Regions from separate parts of the Sus scrofa genome. Here regions 2 and 3 are each linked to region 1. Evidence: chromatin contacts called from public Hi-C data. All regions are on one chromosome and are shown on one strand. Each heading gives the region's core, a stretch centred on a gene start, on an enhancer-like site or on the middle of the called end of the contact. The rest is flanking DNA. Distances are from core to core; before and after follow the strand shown.

Region 1 (4,803 bases), core at 1,582-4,081:
GGGTGGCTTCTCCCTTTTAGGTCTGGGTGAGGAGGGGAAGGTCACCGTGTGTCCCCCACCACCGCCACACAAGCACACAGCCCTGGGAAGGCTCACCTCACCAGCACCCCAGAGGCCCATCCCCCCTCCCCTCCACCCCAAAAGCCCACCGCAGACACTGTTGCCCCCTCCTTTTCCTTCCCCCACTTACCTCCCACAACCTGGCTCAGATCTTTGTGTACGTGTGTGTCAGTGTGTGTTCCCTGGGTTGGTGGCTGACAAAGAGCCCCAAGAAAGCAATCTACGTGTGTCTCCTCACCCTGGATGCGTCGGCGGCAGGAGCCGGCCTCGGCCTCCTAGCAGAGTGGTGCTGGCTTGTTGACCAGGCTCCTCTCTGCCTGTCACCCCCACCCCACCCAGCCCCCTCCTCCCGTCCCTCTCCTCTCTCTCCCAGCCCTGTCACCACCACCACCACCAGCAGCCCCCCCAGTCTCCTCCTCCTCCTCCGACCTTCTCTTCTTTCAAGCACCTGGGGGGAGTAGTCCAAATCCCTTCACCTCGGGCAAGAAAACTAGGGCTGTCTGGGGTGGGGGTGGGGGGGCAGATTCAGGGCCAGTGGGACAGAGGGGCACAGAGGCCTTTTAAAAAATCCGCTGTGCACCGCCAGCGCTGGAGGGGAGGAGGCGAGCCGCGGCGCTCACGTGGCCCCCCTCTCGGAACCTGCGGGGCCTAGCAAAACCAGCTGGTCCTCGGCCCCCCCCAAGGAGGCCGGCGGGGCGCGAAGGCCGGCTGTCCCCAAGGCCAGGGTGGGACAGACCACGGCGCTCAGGCCCAGGGGCCTGAGCCTCACGCACCGGCCCCGACCGTAGGGCCGGGCACGAGGGGCCGGGGCGCCCGCCTCTCCCCGGAGCCCACCCGCGCCCCTTACCCTGCGCCCCTCGCTCGGCCCGGCCGCCCCCTCGCCGCCCCCCGCGCCCCGGGCGCACACCCACCCCCTGCCCGGGGTTGGCCTTCGCAGCGGTCAAGCCCGGGCGTCTGGGCCGCAGCTCGGATGACCTTTGTTCAGCGCGGCGCCGCCGGCGGCTGCTGCTGCTGTAGCTGCTGCTGCTGTCGTCGTAGCGGCGGCGGCGGCAGCGGCGGCTTCCATGTTACGGGCGTGTCATCTGCATTCCCGCGGCCGGGGTCGGGGTGTGCGTGAGCGGTGGAGCGGCCTCGCCGCCGGTGCCGCCGCCGGTGCCGCGGGTGCCGCCGCCGCCGCCGCCGCTGCCCCAGCCGCCCAGCCGCCGCTGCCGCCGCCGCCGCCGCCGCGGCCTCGCCGTGCGCCCGGCCCGGGCCCCGCGCCTCCCCGGGCGCCGCGCTCTAGGCCGCGCGGCGGCGGCGGCGGCGGCGGCGGCCCGCCACGCCGGGGCCTACGATGGGGGTGCGGGCCCGGGCGGCGGCGGCGGCTCGGCCCGAGCGGCGAGCGAACAAAAGGGAGCGCGGGAGAGGGGGAGGGGGCGGCCGGTGGGGGAAGGGAGGATCGGGGAGAAGGAGGCGAGAGCGCGAAGCCCCGCAGCCAGCGGGCGCGGACGCCCGGTCGGTGCCGACTCGGTGGAGGGGAGCCGAGCCCCGCGGACCTGCCAAGTCTCGCCCATCTGGGGCCGCTGCGTCGCGGCTTCGCCCGGAGAGCGGGCTGGTGGTGGTGAGGGGCTGCAGGGAGGGCTGCTGTTCTTTCCAACGACATTACAGGCTGTCACCCAGTCCTTTCCATGGCCCCAAGCCGCAACTTACTCGAGTGGAAGGAAGCAAGGCCTCGCCAAAGATGGTTGCAAAAGACCGTGAGCCTCTACCCAGGATCTTGAAGTCAAGGTGGTGTTTTGTTATCCTCGTTATGGTGGCAAATAAGTCAGAAGAGAGCACGCTATCTTCAGATGCATTAAATCTGAAATTCTCCCTGGAGGTGGAAGAAGGGGCTCTCTTCTGGGTAGTTAGTGGTTTGGAGCCCTTTTCGCCTTAAACTGAGCCACAAAAGAATGGAAGACACCCCCTGGGGTGGGGAGAAAGCCCTGGTGTAAAAGACACACGTTTTGCTTTCAGAGAAAAAGCCACTGGGGCCAGATTGAAACATGGCATGTTCAGTTCATGTAGGTTTTTTTTTTTTTTTTAATGGGGGAATGATACTGAGTAAACAAGATGTAATAGCTAGGTCTTTAAATTCAAGAAAGGAGATGTGTACAAATGTAACCAGCATATTGTACATACAGCAGGTGGTCACAGCCTCCAGAACACAAAAAAAGATACATACCTAAGCCCCTTAAAGACCACAAAGGTGTATAATCATTAACACGTCCGAGAGGGAGACGGTATATTACCACCAGATCAGGTATGCTGTTTATCCAGTGCTGGGTCATGGTTCCTACATGGTTCACAGACGTGCACTCATTTGCAATGTTTTTTAAAACGCGAGAACAACCCCCCCATCAAGCTAATTGTGCTTACCCTGGAAATAGGACAAAATGGAAGGATCTGAAAACAGTGTCACCATAACCTCTTCAAGAGGCTCATTCCTGTTTGATTGGACTCTGAAGATACTGATATTACCTGAGGAGACCCGTGAAGACTCCCAGCCCAGGAAGCATTTCCGGGTTTTACTTTAAATTAGATTAATTGGTTAATATTTGCAAAGTGTGCTGAAAAGTTTTTTTGTTGTTGTTTTTTAATATCAGTGTGCCTCTCCTTTGCATTAACTTCCATTGAGGAAGCCATTGTTCTCTGTTGTGGGGACACTGTATGATGTAAATTGGAAGCAACATTTTTGCTATTTAAGACTTTTCATGTAAATGAACCAAATGATTGTCTCACAGAAGAGTTGTTGGTCTTTAATTTCACACGGCAAATTGTTTTAAGTTGCACATAAATTGGGAGACATATTTGCACGTGTTTAGGAGGACCTACGTATGTGTAATCTGCAAATTTTGCCAGCCACCTTATCATATTTATCAATGTTACAGGATGGTAAAATTGAAACTCCTCTTTTATACTGAAAACAGTGCCAGGATTCTGTGAGTTGAGTTTCAACTTTACCTCGGCTTGATTTCATTTGAAAGGAGGCCTTTTTTCTTCTCCCAAAGGTGGGCCTTTATTAATATGCATGTAAAAACATTACGTGCATTGGAAAGTGTACAAGGCCCTGCTTATCTGAAATCTCAACACGCTACACATATTACAATGTATGGAATTTCATAATGTCCAGACCAAGGTAAATCCTAGCTTTCCTAGATTTAAAAATCTTTATTTAAAATCTCTCTTGCCCCTCCCCCAATACCCTTCTGAGAGTTGAAAGCACAGCATAAAGTGTTTGAATGTTTTCAAGAATTGTACCACCAAAACTAAAGCCTAGATTGCTTATCGTAAAGAGCCTTCGGTTGTAGAACCGCCTCACATGGCTTCATCATGTCAAATACTTTTTGAGCAGAGCGTTTTGCAAAGCCCAGTGTTTTGGTCAAGCCTCGGGTGGAGGAAATTAGTTTGAAAGCACAATTCATCATTTGCACAACGGCAACAGACAACATTGCATCTGCTTTTTAAAAAAAGCATAATAATTTCTTGCAAATTATCTCAGTTCCATTTTTAGAAAGAGGATTTCAGAGAAATCCCTTCCAGGTAGACTAATAGTGAAAAGCAGAGCACCCATCTTTAGTCTATGAAATCATTGAATTTCACAGCAGAAAAAAAACTGTTTTTAGTGGAAGTTTAAAAAAAAAATAACACTACCCCTCTTCTGGAAAATTAATACAAAGGTTCATTCTACTATTGTGCCTATGTAAGGCTATCTTGGGCACCACTCTGCTTCAGGCAACAATGGAAGTAAAGAATGAAATAAAACTATTATTTGACTGCTGTAGATAAGAAAGAGCAGAACAAAGAAATCATACTATTCTTCTGCCAAATAGAAACTAAAGGAATTCCAAATCCTTTGGGATTTTGTTGTTGCTGTTTTTATTGCTAACTCTTAATGTCTTAGTTTTTCCTCCAATCAGTATATTGCAAAATCTCACTTTTTTTTTTTTAAACATTTTGCGGTTTGAAGCTGCCTTTACAGGAAGGCACATAAAGATATCAGTCTACACAATCATACTTTCCCTCCAAATTCCACTATGAAATTGGGAAATTCCTTTGTTAGGCAGAGCATACAAAAGGTGTGTTCCTTGAGGGAAAGAAGAAAAGGAAAGAAAGAAAAGCCTTTTCTTCATCTCACCATCAAAAGATCTGACAAACCACTCCTTAAACGGACAGCCCTGGACCTGAGTTACACAGTTTTTAGCTCAAAACTAAGCTAGGCCTAGGCATTTGTAGAGTTTCATATGTTAAATTTGTTGTCTTTTTGTAAAGAAATTATTACACTATTTGACACTAGTGTTAAAATTTAAAAATCTATAGCTAAGTGGCTAGGAAAGAAAAGGGAAGAAAATCCGTCTTTTATTTTCAATACAATATCGACAGAATCAGATTTTTTTTTTTTGTATTTTCTTAACATATGCCCTTGAAAGAAATTATAACCGGATTTGTATTATAATTAACCTGCCAGAAATAGACTGAGGAGAGGTCTAGGAAAGGATTCCCCTTATTATTTGCTAGTGACTTCATAAACTGATTTTTTGAGCAAAGCCACTTCCCCTTTCTCAAACCTCAGAAGTGCCTACCAAGGCTTTCACCAGAGTCCTGAAGGGGGTGGGAGATGTGTCCTATTAAAAGATAAACTGGGAGTTCCCGCTGTGCCTGAGCAGGTTAAAACCTGACATCATCTCAGTGAGGATGTGGTTTGGATCCCTGGCCTCGATCAGT
Region 2 (4,803 bases), core at 721-3,220, 110 kb before region 1:
TTTGGCATTCCTTGGGCCGCTCCTGTGGCATATGGAGGTTCCCAGGCTAGGGGATGAATTGGAAATACAGCTGCCGGCCTACACCACAGCCACAGCAACGTGGGATCTGAGCCGCGTCTGCAACCTACACCACAGCTCACGGTAACGCCAGATCCTTAGCCCACTGAGCAAGGCCAAGGATTGAACCCACAACCTCATGGTTCCTAGTTGGATTCTTTAACCACTGAGCCACGACGGGAACTCCTTAAGCACCTGTTTTATGCATGACACTGTGGTGCATAAAAAGAGGATATGAAAATAAATAATGCCTTCCTTTCCTGAAGGCAAGCCTTTATCATTTCCTGGGGCAGCAGCCATCACTAGCTAATGCTGTTATTAATGCCACAGTCATTTTATTCAAGTAACTAGTTCTGCATAAAAGGAAAGAGCATTCGGCCTCTCATCATTTGACAATGGACTTGAGAAAACAAAGGTTTGTCTTTGTTGACAAGAATAAGGATTAACCTGACCAGAGAATGTAACTGATATCTTCTGCTCTTCGGCTGCAAAATGAAAAACCCCTCTATCGATGAGCGAAAATGATGAAAGCAGATCAGAAAGCAGGCTGAGGAGTTCCCGTCGTGGTTCACTGGTTAACGAATCCAACTAGGATCCATGAGGATGTGAGTTCGATCCCTGGCCTTGCTCAGTGGGTTAAGGATCCAGCATTGCCGTGAGCTGTGATGTAGGTTGCAGATGTGGCTTGGATCCCGCGTTGCTGTGGCTGTGATGTAGGCCGGCAGCTGTATCTTCAATTCAACGCCTAGCCCGGGAACCTCCATATGCTGCAGGTAAGGTATTAAAAAAAAAGCAAAAAAAGAAAAAGAAAAAGAAAGTGGGCAGAGTTCATGGAACAGCTTGGAATGTTTTATCCAGAAGGTGGCAGAGAGTTAACAAATAAGCATAGAGTGTCAGGAGGGATAAGTGCTGGGAAGGAAAATCCTGCAGGGTGAAGAAATGGAGAGTGGTGAAGCAGGTGTGTGCTGAAAGTGGGCTTGGGCACATCGACATAACCTGGAAATCCCTCCAAGAAGGTGGCTATGCCCTATGCCCGAGGTTAGGCTGCTGAGGGTCAGAGAGAGCAAACTTCGGGTTTCCAAATAGGAGGCAAGTTCTCTCTCTCTGAGATTCATACAATGGCAGATCCCCCAGATCTAAAAGAGGGTCAGATGCTGAACTGACAAAAATCAGCATAAACATCTGTCACCCTTAAAAATAAGTCTACGCTTTCCAAGATAGAGTCGTTCCCTTTGACACATGCAACTCTGCTTTCTCCTGATTCCTGTCAACCTCTTACCGTCCTCTCCAATCAGCAGATCTATGGCTTCCCTGATCTTTTCCAAAAAAGAGATGTTTATTCTCCAGAAATAACCAATCCAATTAAACTTGACCGGCAATTACTCTTGGGCTAAACCACTGGAACTGAGTTGGAGGTGTGATAGGGTGGACTGTAATTACAGAGCTCCGCTAGATAAAAATATCATCTTGCAAAGGACTGTGCTTAGAAAGAGACTTGCGGTGGTAGTGTAGTTTACAATTAAAAGAAAGGCTCAAGGAGAGCAGCTTACAATAAAACAGCAAAGCAAATGAAATAATCAGTGCCTTTAAATACTGAGCAACATTATAAACAGGGTTGCTTTATGAGTCAAAACTAACCTCATAAGTTTAATTTGGAAACTAGTAAAGAATGTCTTCTGGGAAATGCTATTCTGTTTCCTTAAGTAAAAATAACTACTAGGGCAAGGGTGTAATTCCAGCATAAACCCGGTGAGGAAATTAGAACGAAAAAGTAAATGTGGCTGTCAGAGTATCCTGTTTCAGTGGACAATTTACCTATGGGGGATAAAATGCGCATGGACAATAAAACAGGTGTGGAGCCTGGGCTTCTGAAAGCACATGCTGGGTGTCTGTGATGGTGATAATGTCTCCCATCCCCCAGCCCTGATCTGTCAAGGGCCCTGTCCTGCTCTGTGCCCGCACACAGACATTACAGACTAGGACTGGGTTTCCTTGTTGTCTAGCTCTTATTTGGTTTTGGCCAGTGGGAGGTGCAGGCAGGAAATCATTGCGTGTTAAGCAGCAACTTCCCTGTAATTTCCCTCCCACCCTCTTTGTTTCTATGTGGCTCTGGCTCCCAGCTCTCCCCAGAGGTCCCTGCTTCCCAACTCCAGCCCCACATCTCCAGCCCACCTCTGCTGGGCTCCCTGCCCTTGCTAAGTCCCTTCGACCCTCAACATCTTTTGTTCCAGCCCACAGCTGGGTTCATAGCCTCTTCCTTAATGTTTTGTTTTGTTTTGTTTTAGGGCCACATCCATGGCATGTGGAGGTTCCCAGGCTAGGGGTCCAATCCGAGCTACAGCTTGCAGCAACACTGTATTTTTTAACCCACTGAGTGAGGCTAGGGATGGAACCCGCAGCCTCACGGTTACTAGTCAGGATTCGTTTCCGCTGCACCACGATGAACTCCAAGATTGCACTGTTTTATAGGGAAGACCAGTAGGAGCCATGTATCAAATTCAGCCTTACACCCAAACCATGTACACAGAGACTGGGCTGTTGAGAATCAGTGGTTTGGGAGCAATGGTGAAAACAGAACTACAACTGTTTAGTCCAGAAGTTTCTAGCAGCAGGGAAGAGAGGCTCTTTGCAGAGACATAAGTTCACATTGTCATATCCCAAAGGTTTATGATGAACTCTGTAGGGATGTGAGGTTCCTCACTGCAAAAAGAAACTCAAACAGGAAGATTCAAGGATCCATTTAAGCAAAGACTAAATTGTGCACAAGTAGAAGCCAGGTTTTGTAGGTAACTAACTCTAGGTTTCTTACCTAGAAGATGTATGCTTGAAAGTAGGAGCTACCATCTGGGATCCTCACAGCATCTGATTTGCAGTGTGTGTGTGAGAGATTAAATGGCATGAATAGCCTCCGGCATACCACTTTTAATTTTCAGACCATTCTTTGGTTTAGATGAATGGTTCCTTTAAGTCATATTTTATTTTATGAAATTCTTTAAATATATATTTCTTTCTCCCCTTCCAGATAGGCATTAAAAACATTAAATAGCAGTGCTCACAGCATGATGAATATATTGTGAAATAATATATTAACCTTGGCAAAAGTTTTCACCAGGAAATTTCCATTGGTCAAAGATTCTGGGTTGGGAGTTCTCTTCATGGCTCAGCAGTTAACAAATCTGACTAGGATCCATGAGGATGTGGGTTTGATCCCTGGCCTTGCTCAGTGGGTTAAGGATCTGGCGCTGCTATGAGCTGTGGTGTAGGTTGCAGACATGGCTTGTTGGATCCTGCATTGCTGTGGCTACAGCTGTGGATGGCAGCTGTAGCTTCAATTTGACGCCTAGCCTGGGAACTTCCATATGCTGTGGGTAGGGCCCTAAAAAGCAAAAAAAAAAAAAGGATTCTGGGTTGGAACTCATTTACTCACTGACCCTGAGGAGAAGCATCCATAGGAGCTTTGGGGTGGAACAGTTGTTCTTTGGAATATATACTGGATTAGGAGTCAGGAATTTGCAGAAAATGTGTTTGGGTGGGAGCAGTGGTCTATGCTATAGATTCTAAGCTTACATTTCCCTTTTCCTCATTTTACATTCTACCCCCTAGTTGGGATTCTTCTTTATGCATTACTGTCACTCAGTTATTGGTAAAATTAAATCACCCAACTATGCACATTCTAAAACTAATCTTGAAGTTATAGCTAAAGTTCAAGTTCCTCTTTCCCATTAACAGCTCTTATTTTGACTGTCATATTTCTATTTAAGGAACCTAAACTTTAAAAAAAAAAAAAAATCTGTTCAAGAGATTGTCTAGGATTGAACTTTCAGACCAGACTTCTCTGTATCCCACAGTACACAATTTCCCTTGATACTCCTTTTGAAGCACCACCTACAACTGCAGCCTCTAAGTCTTCTTCCTCTACTCTAAGCAGAGTCTTCATGCCATAGGTGCAGGCACCATAGCTACATAGATTTAAACTTTATTCCTGTGATGGCCATTTATGTTGTTAAAATATACTCAGCCTTCTGCCTTATGGGCACATGGTAGGATCACGTTTCCCAGGCTCTTTGTGATTAGGTGGGTCCATGTGACTGGTTTTGGCCTGTGAGTTGTGAAAAGTGACATCTGTCATTTCTGGGCCAAAGCATTTAATTGCACTTTCTCTCTGCCACAATAACCGGCAACTTTTGTTGACACTGGGGTAAGGGGACAAGAAGATTTGGAGCATTGTTCCCAGTTCAAACAAGAAAGAAGTCTTATTCTTATAGGCCATTAACATGTAGGGTTATGTTACTATACAGCTGAAACTAACACAACATTGTAAGTCACCTATACTCCAGGAAAATTTATTAAAAAAAAAAAAATTTAGGGTTGTAACCATAGCATAACCTTACGCTGATTGATATTCTCTTCCACCATCCACCCTAAGCACAGTCACCTATTAATCTAGTTGTTACTGCCCTGTCCAAATAACTCATCTCTACCAGAGTACAAATCCCTTAGATGTCTTTCAAAGCTTTTGTAAAAAGTTGTAAACTTGGGGCATTCCTGCTGTGCTGCAGCGAGTTAAGATCTGGCATTGCCATGGCAGTGGCTCGCATTGACTCCCTGACCCATGAAGCACCATATACCTCAGGAGCGGCAAAAAAAAAAAAAAAAAAAAAAAAAAATGTGTGAACTTGGACCCAGCCTACTCTGGCAGCTTTAGCATATCCTTCCCCACTAATAGAAAAAATGGGATTCCTAGGA
Region 3 (4,803 bases), core at 1,050-3,549, 71 kb after region 1:
TTAGCACTCCATTGAATTATGATCCTTTAAACATAGTCATCAAAGGCTTTCGTGTAGAGGGGATGGGACAAAAATAACTTACATGAGTGGTTGACATTGGAAATTTTGAAGGGACAAGAGGCTGTAAGCAGATGGTCCAGCAGAGGGACAGTGCTGTTCAGGAGGGCAGGGATGGGGATGCTGCTGAGAGTGGAGAGGTGGCATGGAAAGACACGTGCCAAGACTTGAACTGCAAACCCGTGTTAGGATCCAGTGACCAGTGGTGCCAAAGATTTGAATGTGAGTGTTCCAAAGGAGGATGGTTTAGGTGATACCACTGAAGAAGTTGGTAAGACAGGAAGGAGGGAAGTATAGCTTATGCACTCAAAACGTTGTTAGTAGAATTGGAACAGAATTGAGGAAAATGAATATCAGATTTGCTGAAACCAAAGAGCTGACAAAGAATGAAGATGTGGAAATCATGGCCCTCCCCTCAAACAGTTTATAATCCTGAGTTCTCTCATAGTACACACATACACACAAAATCGTACATCATACATCAATACATCAATACCCATTCATACACACATACACCAGATCGCAAGTAAAATAGTACATATAAAAAGAATGAACTGCCAAAATGTTGGGTATGGAGAATAAAAGTTAGGAGTGATCTGGAAAGAAAGATCAGTATTCCTGCAGGATCCAAAGGGATTACAGTAAAATCAGAGAAGGGATCTTCCTGTAAGATGCCCTCGAAAACCAATGTCTCAGTGTGTAGAGGGAATGTGGGAAAGAAAGATTATCATCTCTAGCACACATTCTTTGAAAACGTGATTTTTATTTTTCTTATTAATTTGTTGGCCACAACATGTAGCAGCTTTATGTGGGATCTCAGTTTGCAGACCAGGGATTGAACCCAGGCCGCAGTGGTGAAAGCACCAAATCTTAAACACTAGACCACCAGGGAACTCCCCACAACATGATTTTTAATGACCACAAAACATACCACCTCATGAGTAACCACAATTTATTTAACGCTCCCTGTAATTTTGTACATTATTTATGAAGTTGATAATTTTGGCTATTTTAACACTAGAATGAAGTTCTCTGTAAATAAATTTTTGCATGCGTCTGATTTTTTTCTGAAGACAGATTACTAGAAATGGAATAGCGGGCTAAAAGGCAGTCATTTAAAAATATTTTGGGGGGAGTTCCTGTTTGTGGCTCAACAGAAACAACTCTGACTAGTATCCATGAGGACTCAGGTTCAATCTCTGGCCTTGCTGAGTGGGTTAAGGATCCTTTGTTGCCTTGAGTTGTGGTGTAGGTTGCAGACATGGCTCAGATCTGGCATTGCTGTGGCTGTGGTGTAGGGCCAGCAGCTACAGCTCCGACTGGACTCCTAGCCTGGGATCCTCCAAATGCTGAGGGTGCAGCCCTAAAAAGACCAAAAAAAAAAAAAAAAAAAAAAAAAAGAATTCTTGGTACTCATTGCCAAACAGCCTGCTAAAAGAATTGCCAACTCAGTTTGTCCAGCTGTGTATAAGAAGCCACCTTTCAGGTTACAAAGGATAAAAAGGCATAAAATTCTGTATGACCTTTTCATAAATGAAATATGTAAAAATAGATAAAAAGATAACCCAAAATATTAGCAGTGTGTAACTCTGGGGGATGAGGGTTTATGGGTGATCTAATATTCTTCTTTATCCCTTTCTATGTTTTATAAATTTCCTAAGTGTATGTGTATTACTTTCAAAAAAATTGTTTTTAAGCAGAAAAAGGAATATGGCAGAAAGAACACTGTGTCAAGTCAAAAAAACTGTGTTCTGAGTCTCCTGCTGGCTCATCTCCAACATAGTCCCAGTGGTTCTCAGCCCAGAGAATCACTGAAGTCACCTAGGCACTTAAAGAACACCTTTCCGGAGTTCCTCCCAGCAAAGCTGCAGCCCTGCCAGCGGAGCCGGGGAGAATGAAGGGGGTGGTTGCTGTAGCAGAGGCACACTTTTTGTGTATATTGGCTTCACCCTGACGGCAGGTAGAAGGCAATTTGATTTACCTCCACCAGACAATGAGTCAGAAGCAAACAAAATCGAGTCTTTCACTGGGGCAGCCAGTTCCTCCTCCATCCAAGTGCCTGAGGGATCAGAAGAGTCCATCAGGGCAGCCTTTGGCCCTCCCATCCTGGGTCTGGGAGGCAGAACTGGTGGTCCCGCTCTGGGGGCTTTGTGGTGGCAGAGAGGGCAGTGGAGGTGGGGCAGAAGGGAGCCGGAGCACCAGGCTGTGTGTGGCCTCCTGCTTCCTCTGGGCCAATGGGGAGCTGCCATCTCATGCTGGCCAGGCTCCCGGCCTCCTCTGAAGCCTGGAGATTAGGGCAATTTAATCCTTTGCTCTTCTCCTCTGGCTGTTTCTGTGGGAAGGGGGCTGGGCTGGCTGCCGGTTCCCTCAGCAACAGGGCCTGGCTCGGCTCCTTTGTGCAGAGGCCCCAGCTGGGCCCGGTGCAGGGGAGGAGTGGCCTTTCTTTTTCAGAGGTGGTGGGAGCTGTAGGCACCCAAGGGCCCTTATTTCAAAGTCTGGGGGAGTCATTAGGCTCCTCAGACCCACCCTGGGTGGAGAAGCCCACCGAGGGGCCAGTGGGCAACACAAAGTTGGCTGCTTACGTGCTGAAAGTGGGGGTGCAGCCTGGACTTGCTGCAGCAGGGGAGGAGGTGTGAGAAAGAGGTCGAGGGAGGGCAGTCTTTCCCTTTGATAAAGAGGAGCCTCTCCCCGAAGGCCCTGCTTGGCGGCTGGTCCTGGCCCTCAGCCTTGGGAATTCACACTTGGCATTTTCTGGCCAGCCTGTCCAAACGACTAAGTATTCTCCTTAGCATTTCTATTTTCGGAGCTCCTTGATGGCTTCTCCCACTGAGGTCCCCTCTACTGCAGGGATTCTCAACTTCTGCTCCATCTTCTCCCTACATTTTGCTGTGGTCCTCCCTCCCCCGCCTCCTTCATCTCTCCTGCTCCATGTCCACCTCCTCATGTTCCTTCTTCCCACTTAGCTTTTATTTCCTACACACACACATTGCAAAAACAAAGGAAAACCTTCCATCCTCTTCCTAGTCTTAGTTTTCCGTCAGGATAATACAAGTCCTGATGGCCTTAAGGTAGATCAATAAAACCATCCAAGCCTAAACACGTCAGCAAACTCTATGAACTAGATGTGCCATACGCTTTAGAGAGGTTCTGTCACTAGTAATTTTTAGATGTCTTGGTACTTAAAGATGTGAGTTTTGGATCCAAAAACATAGCCACCCTAAAAGTGACCGCTCTTTCCAACGACATATAACGTGTAAGGTGCTAGTGTATTTTACAAACATGATTTAAGTCCCTTAGAAATAAAATAAATGTCTTGCTGTTTATTTATTTAATCTTTTTATGGCTGCATCTGCAGCACACGGAAGATCCCAGGCTAGGGGTTGAATCTGAGCTACAGCTGCCAGCCTATACCACAGCCACAGCAACGTGGGATCCCAGCTGCTTCTGCAACCTACGCCCAGCTCACAGCAACACCTGATCCTTAGCCCACTGGGCGAGGCCAGGGATCGAACCTACATCGTCAGGAATACTAGTCAGGTTTGTTACCTCTGAGTCACAACAGGAACTCCCGTCTTGCTGTTTTTAGTAATTCCTACAACACCATTGTTTCAATCTGGAAGATGTCATGATATTATGTGTCACATTGAAGAGACTCAGTCACCCATTCATGAGTGAGGTGACTTTTTATTGTTGGCACATCATCAACACAGAAGAACCCAGGGTCCAGTAGCACAGAGCACGTAAGCCTGCATCTAATCCCTAAGCGGATCTATGCCCTCCACCTCCAAATAAAAAGATCCCATTCATTTCTCACTGGAAGGAGTGGGACCCCAACTAGCATCTTTCTCGTGACTCTCACTCAGCACAGCTGTCCTCAGACTTGTCAATAGTCCACAAAGCGCTTAACTTCCTCTGGCTTCACTTTCGACTTTGCAGGTAGGGTTGTTGTGAGAGTTGAGATGATTCATGTGTGTTGAATGTGGAACATAGTGCTTGGTGCACAGTAAGCAACAGTAACACTGTCTTTGACCCTCTGGCCTTGAAGAAGGCACCTCTTATCTCCATGGCTCATCTTAAGCCAGGGCACAAAGACTATTAACCTTGATTCACAGACATAGAGGTGGAAGCTCAGAAAGGTTCGATAACATGCCCAGGGTGGCCCAGCCAGTTAGACAGTGCCATCTGGATTTGAACTCAAAGCGCTCGGCAACACACAAGCTCTCCAAAGCATCCGCTGTCTCTCCTGCCTCACAGTATTATAATTGTTTTGCCTCGCCTGAATCCCTGGAGATTTGTTCTGTAGAGACAAGTCCATTATGTGAGTGCATTTGAAATCTGCTGGAGGCAGTCCTTCAGTGCCCGGCTTTTAGTGCCTATTAGGCAGGTGGAGGAAGAAGATCAATGAACGGGGGTGTTTTTGCAGTTCACGTAGGGCTCCGGGAGCTGACTGTATACCCAGATTCTCCAGCAAGGCTGCAGTTTTAAGGCCTCTGAGGAGAACTGCTTTCAACAAAGACAAGGGAGATGGATGTTCCCGTGCTTGTGTGATTTTAGGGGAAAAGGAATATTCTCTCTGGTGTACCCTCTACCTCCAACTCTAGATCAGGATGGTCTGACGTGAAATGTGTCCGAAGAGCCAAGGTTAAAGAATTATTCTTCTGAGGTCCTTACTCTGCCTGGAGTCCTCTTTTCAAAAGAACAAGCCTACAGGAAGGAAATCACCCGAGTGACAGGGCCATCTTCCTG

The links. A called contact is a pair of places that touch in the nucleus more often than the background predicts.
Region 2: a Hi-C map of heart right ventricle shows a contact between it and region 1, with 1.7 times the contacts expected there. The contact joins the enhancer-like site here to the promoter of ZNF532 in region 1. A contact is called at or near these places in 1 of 5 promoter capture datasets (fetal skeletal muscle), 4 of 47 Hi-C or Micro-C datasets (embryonic fibroblasts, heart right ventricle, psoas muscle and 1 more) and 1 of 2 datasets of contacts at active chromatin or transcription factors (skeletal muscle).
Region 3: a Hi-C map of skeletal muscle shows a contact between it and region 1, with 7 times the contacts expected there. The contact joins the enhancer-like site here to the promoter of ZNF532 in region 1. A contact is called at or near these places in 7 of 47 Hi-C or Micro-C datasets (brain, embryonic fibroblasts, epiblast stem cells and 3 more) and 1 of 2 datasets of contacts at active chromatin or transcription factors (skeletal muscle).

The regions. Positions count from the first base shown.
Region 1 is chr1:161,983,197-161,987,999 of Sscrofa11.1, forward strand. It overlaps ZNF532 (a long non-coding RNA gene), which reads right to left and starts at 2,832. Exons shown (of 12, transcript XR_002346189.1): 1 at 1,750-2,832.
Region 2 is chr1:161,871,996-161,876,798 of Sscrofa11.1, forward strand. No RefSeq gene overlaps it. Among named protein-coding and RNA genes, the nearest start is that of SEC11C, 100 kb to the left of the region's middle. Within about 2 kb of position 1,971, at least 12 of the 83 cell types and tissues checked have an H3K27ac peak or open chromatin away from gene starts, as enhancers often do. A contact at or near this core is called in skeletal muscle, where this site is marked.
Region 3 is chr1:162,055,017-162,059,819 of Sscrofa11.1, forward strand. No RefSeq gene overlaps it. Among named protein-coding and RNA genes, the nearest start is that of ZNF532, 71 kb to the left of the region's middle. Within about 2 kb of position 2,300, at least 53 of the 83 cell types and tissues checked have an H3K27ac peak or open chromatin away from gene starts, as enhancers often do. A contact at or near this core is called in brain, embryonic fibroblasts, epiblast stem cells and 1 more, where this site is marked.